2 separate regions of the Rattus norvegicus genome follow, and region 2 is linked to region 1. The links are chromatin contacts, called in public Hi-C maps. All regions are on one chromosome and are shown on one strand. The core of a region is the stretch at or near the end of the contact, and the rest is flanking DNA. Distances in the headings are between cores, read along the strand shown. Region 1 overlaps Megf11 (multiple EGF-like-domains 11). Region 2 holds the start of Rab11a (RAB11a, member RAS oncogene family).

Region 1 (3,578 bases), core at 309-2,808:
TTCGGTATGTGAGGTTGCCAACAGAAGAGCAATTATACCACTTAGTCACTGTGACCCAAAGTCTCAGTTTCTTTCTCAGTATGGAATGGGGACTAGAAAGCTCTTCCAGGGCCTTTGAGGCTTTGTGAAGAAGTATGACTCAATGGAGAATAGCTCAGACAGGCCCTGAGATTAGCATATAAGCACACCTCACCTATACACCCTGTCATCCTGTGCATGGTGTTTCAGGTAACTACTTTTAAACTCTAAACCATAAATGTAAAATAAAGCCAATGAAAGCCAGGCTCTGCCTTCATCATTGCATTCCTGTCTTATGGGATCATCTAAGTGCATGGGAGGCTCTAAGAGGCAAGCAGCCAGATTCGTCACTGCCTCTCATCAGCTTTCAAATTAGAGAGAACTGTGTAGGCAAATGAACCATCAAGTGTTGGGAGCCAACATGATACAGTAAGAGTTCAAAGAGAGGCAAGTGAAATATTAGTGTAGAACTTTACAGAAAAGCTTATAAAACACACGGAACAATCCTACCTGGGGGCTAAATCCCCAAACATCTAGTTCAGCTACTTCATGTCACCAATTTAAACTGTCTCCTAAAGCAACAAGGGCAAGGCCAAACCAGCAGGACTAATTAAAGAGTCTGGATGTTTTCCAAACTTGGGGGTGCGGTGGGCAGAGAATGAGATTGGGTTCTAGTCCAACTGTATGGTGCTCACTAGACACAGCAGTATCTGTGGGTCTTGGCTTCTTCCTCTTTAAAAAGCACAGTTGTAACAGCACCACCTCTAAGGCCCCTTACAACTCTGACATTTTAAAAGCCCTAATTCAGGTGGCATCCACTTTTTTTTTTCTGTAATGGGAACTCTGTCACCCTGGGAGGTTGAAGGAGACTGCTGACACAGCTAAGCACCTGTCCTCCATTTCTGCTTCAGCAATATGACTGTACAATAAACTGTCTCGTGTCCAATTCCTTGTCTGTCATGCTTTCAAAGTGTGACAGAAAAAAATTGACTTCACCTTCTGTCTGGGAATCCTTGAGCTGTACTGTCATGTCCCAACCTGTGTCCCTTGCCACCTAAGTTCCATGCCTCTCCAAGTAATTTTGGTTTCTCAGACATTTAGAAACCAGTAACATCCTGAAAACTCCTTTTGTGGCTGGACAGTATTCTCTGGACTTCCGATCCTCTGTCCCATCCCTCCTCATAGTCCATTTCTCACTGAAGTGAAGAATGTGAACTTAACTCCAAGAACAGAAGCAGCAGGCCTCCTATTGACAGCAGTAGTTCAGAGGTGGGCAACAGATACTTAATGCCTGGGTTCCCGCAGACATTTGAATTAACTTGGGCTTAAATTGATATCAAGTCTTAGTAGGTTTAGGACATTCAGAGAGCAACTTTGGGAAGTCATTTCCTCTCTAGACTTGTGCTTCCTCAAAACAATGAACATGTTCCTTTCAGAAACCCATTCTGACTGATAATATGCATGACTACAGATGGTTCAGAGGAGGTAACAAGGAGAGTAAATGCAGGGGCACTTGGAGGACTGCAGGCTTCCCCTTTCTTTGCACAGTGCCCTGACAGGAAGGCACTGGAGTGGGCGTGGCTATGAAAGGAAAGGACAAGGAAATACTCTAGCCCAGCTGGTTATTTTCCCCACACTCTGCCCTCATAGCAGGCAAGTGGATGACTCAACAAGAGAAACGCTTGGCTTCCTCAAGCTGACTTTTCCAGCTTGTCTTGCCCCATCTCCTCCAGTTCTCAGGAAAGATGGGATAATTCAGCACCCTTCACAACCACCACTCTCGATGGGTTTTTATGTCTTGGCCTGCAAACTTTGGGAAGACCCTTGTCCCTGAGCCTAGTACCCTCCCCCCAGCTTAGCTCAGGAAAAAGGAATAGACCAAAATGGATAAAAGCTAACATTCAAAAGTTATTCAAATATTGAGATCCCACTGGTTTCACTTTCCAGTGAAACTACAGCTGGGTGAGGTTCTAAGGCTTTCCCACTATTCAGTCATTAAATTCAAAGCTTAGCCTTTCCTCTCAGCAGGCCTTGGTATTGCTAAAAAAGGATAAACTGAAGCAGCTGTAAAGAGCTACATGGGTAACTAGATCTCCTGACGGGGAAAATCTTGATTGTCAGATAAGATAGTGGTTGAGTCCCAAGCACTAAGAATTAGACTAATAAACTGAACTCTGGTTTCCTCATTTCTAAACAGTAATAGCAATAGCAGTCCCATCCTGCTCAGCCTCCAACCCCCTTCAAAGGTACTAAGTTTCTTTCTGTTTGGTTTGAGACAAGGTCTAACCATAAATAAAAGCCCTAGTTAGCCTGGCTGCGAACCCAGCTGGCCTTAAACTAAGATATTTACTAGCCTTTGCCTCCCAAATCACGCTGAGCGCCTATGTTTCAAATAACCTAACTGGAATGAAGTTACTCATTCCAGTGCTACACAAAACAAGCTATCCCTCAATTCCACATAGTATACGATCAGGACAGTGGTGATAGATAATGAACAGCTTTCAAATAAGAAGCCCCGAGCCTCTCATTGCCGGATGAGTTTAGATTAACCACACTGGGCCTGACTGGGAGGTTCTCAAGCTTACATCACTCCCCTGACTAAGGAAGTACTGAGAGGCAAACTTAGATGGCTTGAAGCAAGTCACAATGCAGGACCCAGGACACCTTTTTCTACCAGCAGAAATAGAACCTACTTATTACCTTCCAGTCCTAGCTAGAACTGGCAGAGACTGCTTGTTATCTAGCAAGGATGATTTTTTTTTCCTGAGTCAGGTGCTACAAAGGTCAGCCTTATACCAACCAGACTGAAGCCAATCTCTCTTTCAACGTGTTAGCTGAACTGAGAGGCAGTGGGACCCTGAGGAGTTTACTTCCCCACTCTAAGTCTTAATAAGCACTGAGGTGGGAGGAAGGGGAAAAGTTACTGCTCTACCTGTGTCACAGCCTTCTGAACCTGAAGCAAACAGTTGAATGCACTTCTACACAAAACCAAGGAGCTGCTGCCAGTTAGAATAAGAGCTACCTGCTTTCAGAATAAATGCTCCTTACTGGACCTGCTGAAGAACAGACACTCAGGGTGGCACACGTCGCAGTTATTTCAGCCAATTGCATAGCCAGTTCCCCTTGAGTCACATGGCTTTCACTCTAACATTTTCAGTAAAATCATAAGGTGGGGCAGGGAGCTTAGATAACAGCAGCCTGAAGTGTAAGCTGTGGTGGTTGTCTAGAAGATTCCTTAAGAATTTCACCAACTGACTTTCACAGACATTTAGAGGTGAGAGGCCTCTTAGGTCACACCTGACCGTCAAGCTCCAGCCGTTCAGGGTTATTTCCAGACACCTTGCCTGTCAGTGCCCCACAGCTAAGGGTCACAACTGTCAGACTTATTTATTGTTTTTTCCAGGCAAGTCCTAGAATTCGTAGACAGATCCTCACCCTCAAAGGGAAGGAGAGCAGCAATTGAAGAGGGAGTCCCTTCTCTGTGACTCCAAGTCACTAAGGAACCTCTTTCCCCAGTAGAGCTTCTGTCACTTCATCTCATGTTGACATCACTCTGCACC
Region 2 (3,491 bases), core at 832-3,331, 35 kb after region 1:
ACCAACCTTCACATACCAAATGCCATTACAAAGTACTTAAAAATAAGCCTCCCTTGGGGCTGGGGATTTAGCTCAGTGGTAGAGCCCTTACCTAGGAAGCGCAAGGCCCTGGGTTCGGTCCCCAGCTCCGGGAAAAAAAAAAAAAAGAACCAAAAAAAAAAAAAAAAAAAGCCTCCCTTGACTGACTAAACCTTAGGATTTAGGTAATTTCACATAATCTCAGATGCCTTAAATAAACATCTCAGGCCTATTTGTTTTAATTTTGATTTATTTATTTATTTATTTATTTAAAGACAGGGACTCACTATGTAGCCCTGGCTATCCTGAAACTCACTCTGTAGACCAGGTTGGACTGAACTGCCTGCCTCTTCCTCCCCAATGCTGAGATTTTAAAAGCCTGTACCACCACACCCGGCTTTTCTAGTTGTATTTTTAAAGTTTGGTACCTTCTTATCTATACATTTCTTTCCAAGATGGTAGTAAGGGTAGACACTGAAGGTACTTACCCTATAAATAGCATATTTCGAGGAGTAAATAATGATAAGGGTGTACCAGCAGCTAATATGCCAAGACTTGTAAAGTATTTGGAAATGTTTCCTGCTTCTTCACTTAGTCAATCATTCTTAGCACCCAGTGGCAAAGTCAGGAACACTCACCACACTTAACACTCTTGAAACTCCACCCTCCACAGTAAAGCTTTGCTAGCAAGGGCTTCTTCCTCTCTGGTAATGATCTTTGTTCAACAAATTACTGATGGCCGCCCTTCTAATTCAGGAGCAGAGCAAGACTGCGAAAGTGAGAAGGCATTCATGAACAGAAAGCGTTCACTGTACTCTCTTTTCGCTGAGAACTGTATCCTTTCACTTTGGCCTCTTCGCAGACTCGACCAATAAGCAAGTCTCTATTTACATCCATGTTCTCGTCTGCCGATTCCACATCCCCCCCCCCCCCCGTAATAAATTCTTGATTTGACTAAAAGAGCACGCTACCACTATAACCCTCTCCCACGGTTTGGGAAAGGTATGTGGCCAACCAGGGTTCTTCCCTTCCTGTTGGATCCTCCCAGTATTGCAGCAGGAAGCAACCAGTCCACAGTGATAAGCTAGCTAGTATTTGTGCAGCGCACAACCTTTCCTGTTCAGAAACTGGGCCTTCAGGTCTGGCAGGGATAACAGCCACCACCCATCCGCAGCCCCTTCTCGTAAGCCAAATAAAAGAGTTATCCCGGTCTGATTAGCTGGGCAGGGACAAGAGAAGGAAAGGGGTAAAAAACAAACAAAAAACAAACAAACAAACAAACAAACAAAAAAAAACCCCGCGAGGTGGGAAGTCATCTGCCTGCTGGACACTGCGACAAGTGCACGAACGCCAGAAGTGATGGACAGCCCCTCTTACCCTCCCCTTCTCTCCCTCCCACAAGCCAGGTCGCACCGGAGCGCTAAACATTACGAGAAGAGGAGAGACTCAGAGTTGCCCGTCTGTGGGGAGGGAGGGGACAGTCCGCGGGTACTGACCTCGAGGTCTGCGGGGATGGGGGTGGGGGCCCTGGGACGGGCGAATCTGGCCGAATCCCAGGAAAGGCTCACGAGGAGGGAAGGAAAGGGAAACGAACAGAAAAGAAAATACAAAAACCCATAGAGACAGTGGGCGTCCCAATATAGGTACTTAGCAAAGGCAGGGGCCTGTCAGAGGGGGATGTGAGACCAGCAGCAAGCATCCAAGAGGAGGGGCTCGAGACGCCCGAAGGAACTGCACCGCCGTGAGGAGCGCAGCCATCCGGGAGGACACAGAGCGAGGGGCGCCGCGGCCTGACAGGCCTCCCAAGGGCGCGGGTACCCGGACGAGCAGCGGGACCCCCGTCGGGGCGGCAGGAAGGAAGCGCCCAGGCGGACTCTGTCCTGGGCAGGGCTGGCCTTGCGCGGGTCCCCCGGGAGTGTCTCCGGCCCCAAATGGGCTATCGGTGGTCCACGGCCTCACCTTTAAAGAGGTAGTCGTACTCGTCGTCGCGGGTGCCCATGGCGCGGCCGAGGAGCTGAGGGGCGGGAGCGGCGGTGGTAACGGCGGCGGGACCAGGGGGCGTCGCTGCAGGGGTAACCCGAGCGAAGAGCTTGAGCGGCCGGACCCGGTGAAGAGCCCCGCCCTGTCTGCGTCACTTCCGAAAGGCCCCAGCCCCTCACAGAAAGTACTTCCGGAGAAAAGGCACCCCGCCCATGAGCTATGCAGGGTGGAATTCGCTGAAGTAGACTCCACATTCTCACACGGCTTGGGAACTCTTACAGGAAAAACAATCTTAAGACGCTCCTTAGAGCCTTTGGCTTGTTTTTCACCCAACATTCAGGGAAGAGAGGAGTAGGTCTGACTTCCGGTTGGGGGCGGAGTTTTGTTAGTATTAGACACCCGAAGGCTATGCTGCCTTCGTGCTGGTTCCATGGTGTAATGGTTAGCACTCTGGACTCTGAATCCAGCGATCCGAGTTCAAATCTCGGTGGAACCTGCTCTTTTCTTATCACTCTTAATTCATTTTGACTACATTAGTTCATAACAAATAATAGAATAACCTCGTTATATCCGCTTTTGGATTGAACCACATATAGCCTTTACCTATGAAGACTACACTAATCAATCTCTTCAATTCAGTAGTGTCTGCTACATGGAGACCTAGTAATTAAACTCTTAGTTCTTTCTTAGCCTTGAAGGAAGTTTGCTCCTTGATTCCTTTTGCTGGAATTTTATACCCTCAGCTTCAGTTAAGGATACGCACTCCTCACCCACTCAATCTCTCCAGAAATCTCTCACACTATCTCCAGATGTCATTAAGAGAACTTCGCCCACCCTCCTCGTAAGGATTCATCAAGATCTTGAGTCCTATTTTCTGGCCTTCGAACTAAGCCCGATTAAATAAATTTTAACAGAAGAAGAATGACAATTTCCATTCTAGCGAATATCAGTGTTAAAGACTCAAGAAATTTGCCACAGCGTCTCCTCAGAGTTGTTTTGTTCTTATTGTTGTTTGAGGTGGTTTCACTCGCATAATGTAGCCCAGGCTAGCCCTGCTGTCCTCCTCGGCCCCCTCCCACTCCCACTTCCTCACGCAGAGGCATAGTCACCTAATAATTCCTAGGAAGCAGATGTTTGGTCATGAAAAAGGAATTCAGCCTTCAGATGGAATTCAAATTGCTAATCACTGACCTTAAGCAGGAATATTATCTTTGATTATCTGAGTAGGCTCAGGGTAGTCCTTACGGTCTTTCCAAAGTTGGAAAGGAGGATTGTCAGCAGGGACTAGACGTTCTTCCACACTGCCACCAGCTGTCTGAGGAGTTCCCTTATCTATTAGGGACCTGGATTCTGAGAAAAGCTGACTCTTGGCTTTGCTGCAGAAAAACCTTTCAGGATGAGCCAATATGAGACAATCAGAATTTATTAGAAGAGATTTTAGTATAGAGTTTAAGCTCTATGCTTGAAAGGAAGTGAGGGTCTCAGAAAGAAAG

What was found. A called contact is a pair of places that touch in the nucleus more often than the background predicts.
Region 2: a Hi-C map of kidney shows a contact between it and region 1, with 2.8 times the contacts expected there. The contact joins the promoter of Rab11a here to the enhancer-like site in region 1. A contact is called at or near these places in 4 of 12 Hi-C or Micro-C datasets (kidney, liver and mammary epithelial cells).

Annotation. Positions count from the first base shown.
Region 1 is chr8:74,105,428-74,109,005 of GRCr8, forward strand. All of the region lies in intron 20 of Megf11 (multiple EGF-like-domains 11), which reads left to right. Among named protein-coding and RNA genes, the nearest start is that of Rab11a, 34 kb to the right of the region's middle. Within about 2 kb of position 1,559, at least 14 of the 93 cell types and tissues checked have an H3K27ac peak or open chromatin away from gene starts, as enhancers often do.
Region 2 is chr8:74,139,603-74,143,093 of GRCr8, forward strand. Rab11a (RAB11a, member RAS oncogene family) reads right to left here and starts at 2,082. Exons shown (of 5, transcript NM_031152.3): 1 at 1,978-2,082. The coding sequence starts at 2,017. It overlaps Trnaq-cug5 (transfer RNA glutamine (anticodon CUG) 5), which reads left to right and starts at 2,423; the gene lies at 2,423-2,494.